Linked DNA regions of Ovis aries: region 2 is linked to region 1. The links are chromatin contacts, called in public Hi-C maps. All regions are on one chromosome and are shown on one strand. Each heading gives the region's core, a stretch centred on a gene start, on an enhancer-like site or on the middle of the called end of the contact. The rest is flanking DNA. Distances are from core to core; before and after follow the strand shown.

Region 1 (2,700 bases), core at 80-2,579:
GCAGTAGGCAGAGAGGGTCTTTTCTCAGGCTCAAAGTAGGGATGCCGGGAGAAGCCTGAGAACAGACTGTCCTCTCTACAGGGTTCTAGACAGCAGTTCAAAGCCTTGCCTTCTCTGGAGCTCTCTGGGAAGGACAAGCCACCCTGTGAACAGGCCCCAGTTGTGCTTCCACAAGCATCGCACCAGTGCATCTGACTAGCCAAATCCAACTGACCTTCCTGTGGTCTCCAGGTTTCCCCTTATTCCTTGAAGTTTTACCTTCTTCCACAAACCCCACCATGAAAAAGCATGAATCTGACTCAGCAGGTTTGACTTTCTACTCACAGAACCATACCTGGGAGGGTTCATAGGGTGACATACCTTCTCGACTACCTTCTTCTAAGACACGCATCCCAACCCCTTCCCCCAGGCTGTTTGAACAGGTCACTTTTGTCACATAAAACTGGAGATGCCCAGCACAGGAAGGCGGTAGGCTGTTGATCTGCCTATTGGGCTGCTCATGAGGCAACAGACCTGAGACCCCCTCAGGCCCTTGGGTACCACCTGATGACAAATGGGTGTCCAGGCACCAATGGCGAGTCTTCTAGGGAGCACTTGAACACTTGGTGGCTACTGAGGCTCCAGGAAGCCTTAGCAAGCCCTCCGGGTCAGGTGGAGATGGGAATATTTTGTGCTGTCCTGGCACCTCTCAACCCTACCCTCTGTCAAACTGGGAGCTGCTGCTTGCGCTTCAGTTGGGAGGGTCTGTCCCTCCAAGACTCAGTAAAGGGCTGTCATGGAGGATGCTGGGGATGGTGGAGTGGGCTGCCACCTGAGAAGCTGATGGCTTCAAAGGGAGGGGCTTCTGCCAAGAGTGGCAAGGTCAGGACAGCACGTCAGGAGCCAATTTGTTCTAGATGGCGGTGCCCGCTGAGCGCCTAGGAGCTTCCTGGCTTCGGGCTTCTGTCGCCCACCTTCCTCCTGCACCGGGCATCTCCAGGCCTCCTGGGTTCTGCTTTGCTGAGTCACAGCCAGGACCAGACCTGGGAGGGGTCCCCAGGTGAAGAGGCTGGCGAAAGATCTTTGATGTCGGAGTAGGGGGCCGGCCTCTTGGGGTGCCTGGTGCATTAGGGGCGGTGATGAAAGGGGGCGGCAATGAGGGGGCCCGGCGGAGACGAGCGGGCAGTGAGCCTGGGGCTCCCGGAGGGCGGCTCGCGAGCCCCGGCCGGGCGCTGAGGCCCCGCCCCCAGAAGACGGTGGCGGGGGGCGCGGCTTCCCTCGTCCCTACAAAAGCCGCGCGCCTCCGCCCGCTGTTGCCCAGCTGTGCTCCAGCTCCTCCAGTGGCGGTGATGGCGTCGCTCACGGTGAAGGCCTACCTTCTGGGCAAGGAAGACGCAGCCCGCGAGATCCGCCGCTTCAGCTTCTGCTTCAGCCCGGAGCCCGAGGCCGAAGCCGAGGCCGCCCCTGGCCCCCGGCCCTGTGAGCGGCTGCTGAGCCGTGTGGCTGCGCTCTTTCCTGTGCTCCGGCCCGGCGGCTTTCAGGCGCACTACCGCGGTGAGCGGGCCCGGCGCCCTCGGCAGCGGTGCGGGGCCGTGACGCAGCCCTGCCCTGCCGGGCGGGCCAACGGCCCCTCGCCTCGGCCTGGGCGGCGCCCGCGGGGGTTTTCGCTGGCGGCTCTCCGGGTGGACGGCGGCCCGCGTGGGCCCCTAGCGCGGTCCTGGTGCCGCCCTGCTGACGAGGAGCGGCGGCCGCAGCCAGCCCTCGAGGGGGGCGTCTGGCGCCGCCAGGCCCTCCCGGCGAGGCTCAGGCCTGGCGGCCTGAGAGGCCTCCCCCCCGCGGTGATAGTGCAGGTTTTGGCGAGGGCGCGGGCGTCCTCACCTGCTCCCCCAGCGCCTCTCGGGTTACACCGACTCCTGGCTGCCGCAGTCCGGGTCTGCCGGCGCCAGGCGGGGGCTGTGGCGAGAACCCGGAAGAGCCGGGGCGGGCGGCCGCGGAAGGGCCGGCGGGGAGAGCGGTGACGCCGTTAAACGCCCCGGGAGGCGAGGCGCTCGGTGGTGCGGCCTGGCCCGCGACTGGCGGGCGGCTGGCAGAGGTCGAGCAGCCTCACGAACAGCCAGGGCTAGGCGGAATCCAGGCGTTATCCCACTGGCAGTGATGAGAGGCACAAGAGAAAACGTTCTTAGAAGTAATGGTGTAGGGACAGAGTCCAGGAGGCAGCTCAGTTTCTAGCTGCGCGGGTGAGAAGCTGGCTGCTGGGTGTGGGGTTAGCGGAGGTTGTTGTGCTGGGAGGGAGGCGGGCCCATGTACGTGGGGCGGTGCTAGGACCTTCTTCTGGACTGCTGCCAGGCTCCCAACTTTTTTTTCCACCTGTTTAAAAATTAGCGATTTTATTGAGCTACCACCCCATAGAATTCGTCCATTCAAAGTGTACAGTTTTTACCATATTCACGGATTTCTGCAGCCATTATCACAGTCATCTGGGAATCTTTCCATCACCTTCTGAAGAAACTCTGCCCTTTAGCGATCCTCCCATCCCATGCTTCCAGCCACAGATACCACTAACCTACTTTATGGATTCCCTTGTTCTGGGCAGTTCATGTAGAAATGTAGTCTGTTGTAACTGGCTTCTTTTATTTGGCATGATGTTTTTAAGGTTCGCGTATGTTCAGCATGTATCAGTATTTCATTCCTTTTTGTGGCTGAATAACATTCAATTTTATG
Region 2 (2,700 bases), core at 77-2,576, 260 kb before region 1:
ACTACAGAAACTGGGACCATTCCTGTTGCCCCCAAGTCCTCCCCTTGTCTGATCCCAGTTGTCCTCAAGCCAGGGGTAACACAGCACAGGTCTGTCTTGAGTACCACCATGGGTAGATACAAGTAAAACATGTTTTCACCCCTGCAATGGTGTAGAAGCCACATCCAGTTCTGGGGGTTTTGTGTTTTGTTTTGTTTTTTTCCTTAAAATCTTCATTTTGAGACTGGACAAAAGTCTTACAGATACACATGGAAAAGCAATCCATGATCACAGTTGAAAGCGAAGACAGTGTAGTCAAAGTTTTTATGCCTGTCAGCTAGCTAATGCTGAAGCTCTGAGTATGACATGCTGCAGGCCTCAAAGGAATGGTAATTTGTATTCCTCTCCTTCTTCCTCTGCTTCTCCTTCAACAGAATCCACACAACCTCATAATCCTTTTCGAGGGCAGCCATGTCCTCACGGGCCTCAGAAAACTCTCCTTCCTCCATGCCCTCACCCACGTACCAGTGAACCAAGACATGCTTGGCATGCATCAGGTCAAACTTGTGGTCCAGGCAAGCCCAGGCCTCAGTGATGGCTGTAGTGTTGCTCGGCATGCACACAGCTCACTTTATTTTGGCCAGGTCTCCACCAGGTACCACGGTAGGAGGCTGATAATTAATGCCAACCTTGAAGCCAGTGGAGCACCAATCCACAAACTGGATGCTATGCTTAGTGGCAGTGGCAGCATTAACGTCTTTGGGAACAACATCACCACAGTACAACAGGAGGAGCAAGCCATGTATTCACCATGGTGAGGGTTGCATTCCCCCATCTGGTTGGCTAGCTCAAAGCAAGCATTGGTGATCTCTGCTACAGAAAGCTGTTCAGGGTAGGCTTTCTCAGCAGTGATGACAGATGTGGCCAGAGGGAAGTGGATGCGGAGATAGGGCACCAGGTTGGTCTGAAATTCTGTCTGATCCACATTCAGGGCACCATCAAACCTCAGGGAAGCAGTGATGGAGGACACTATCTGGCCAAGAAGGAGATTAAGATTCATGTAGGTTGGGCACTCAGTATCAAGATTTCTACAACAGATGTCATGGATGGCCTCATTGTCTCCCGTGAAGGCACAATCCAAGTGCTCCAGGATGGTGTGGGTGGTAAGGATGGAGTTGTAGGGCTCACTTGCAGCTGTGGAAACCTGGGGGGCTGGGTAAATGGAGAACTCCAGCTTGGACTTCTTGCCATAATTGACAGAGAGACGTCCCATCAGCAGGGAGGTGAACCCAAAAGCAGTTCCTCCACGAAAGCTGTGGAAAACCAAGAAGCCCTGAAGACCTGTGCACTGGTCAGCCAGTTTCCAAATTCGGTCCAAGACGAGGTCAGTGATTTCCTTGCCAGTGTTGTAGTAACCTCGGGCATAGCTATTGGCAGCATCTTCTTTGCCTGTGATGAGCTGCTCAGGGTGGAAGAGCTGGCGGTAGGTGCCAGTGCACACCTCATCAATGACTCGGTTCCAAGTCTACAAACACTGCTCTGGGCATGTGCTTGCCAGCACCTGTCTCACTGAAGAAGGTGTTGAAGGAGTCCTCTCCCCCAACAGTCTTGTCACTTGGCATCTGGCCATCGGGCTGGATGCCGTGTTCCAGGCAGTAGAGCTCCCAGCAGGCATTGCGGATCTGGACATAAGCCTGGCCAACTCAGATGGAGACGCACTCACACGTGGGGGCTATGGCTCAGCAGGCGCAGGCAACAGAAGTAGACGCCGGTCTTGGCTACCATCCCCGACAAGCTAAGAGTCAAGTAACACACTCTGTTTTCCAGTTTTAATGGGTTTGAGAAAACTGAAGAGGAAATGGAATAGAAGAAGAGGATAATCCAAGATAAGTTCACAGCGGTAGGCCAGGCCCAATCCTGAAAGGCCATTTAGGCCTTGACAATGGTGATAACTCCAAATGCGGCAGGCCTTGGCAGGTCTTCATCCGGGTACCACAGGACTTGTTTGAAAAGGAAAATTATTGTTGGGTGTGAAGAGGACTCAGATGGGACAAGCATGGTGATGCTGCTTGCCCTCAATTGCAAATGGAGCTAGAGGAGAATAGAGAGCATTTTGGCTGAAGTCACCAAGATGTGGGATTCCATGCACATTGGACTGGTACACAGGAGGGCTACTGGCAATATATATTCAAAGTCTTTAAAAAATACACATCTTTGGGAGAGGGTTTTGGGGGAGAATGGATACACATATGGCTAAATCCCTCCACTGTTCACCTGAAACTACCACACATTGTTAATCAGCTATATCCTAATACAAAATAAAAAGTTTAAAAGTTTGAAAAAATATATACATCCCGTTTGACCCAAACATTCCATTTCCACTTTTGCACAGTTTAAAATTTATGAGAATGTTCATCACAGCATGAAACAGGTAAATTTTAGAAGCAACCTAAATGTCAAATGGTGTATTGAATAAATTATGGTACAACCTTATCATAAATCATCATCAGGGGCAAAATTGATTCCTGAGTGTGAGGAGGAGAGAATACAACTAAGCTATTACAATGGTTTTTGGCCACAGTACGTAAACAAGAGGTACGGTGTACCTATGCTATAAATATTTCACGTCGGGGAGAAAAAAAAGTTCAGAAAAACTGAGGTATGTAGTAGAATACTTTGCAGTTATTAAAAATGGTGACTAGAAGTATGTTTTTGGAAAGA

The links. A called contact is a pair of places that touch in the nucleus more often than the background predicts.
Region 2: a contact with region 1 is called in a Hi-C map of hypothalamus, with 5 times the contacts expected there. The contact joins the promoter of HNRNPH1 here to the promoter of SQSTM1 in region 1. A contact is called at or near these places in 2 of 16 Hi-C or Micro-C datasets (hypothalamus and skin fibroblasts).

Annotation. Positions count from the first base shown.
Region 1 is chr5:1,204,830-1,207,529 of ARS-UI_Ramb_v3.0, reverse strand. It overlaps SQSTM1 (sequestosome 1), which reads left to right and starts at 1,329. Exons shown (of 8, transcript NM_001163043.1): 1 at 1,329-1,533. The coding sequence starts at 1,329.
Region 2 is chr5:1,462,015-1,464,714 of ARS-UI_Ramb_v3.0, reverse strand. It overlaps HNRNPH1 (heterogeneous nuclear ribonucleoprotein H1), which reads right to left and starts at 1,326. Exons shown (of 13, transcript XM_060415347.1): 1 at 1-1,326. It also overlaps the pseudogene LOC114114979.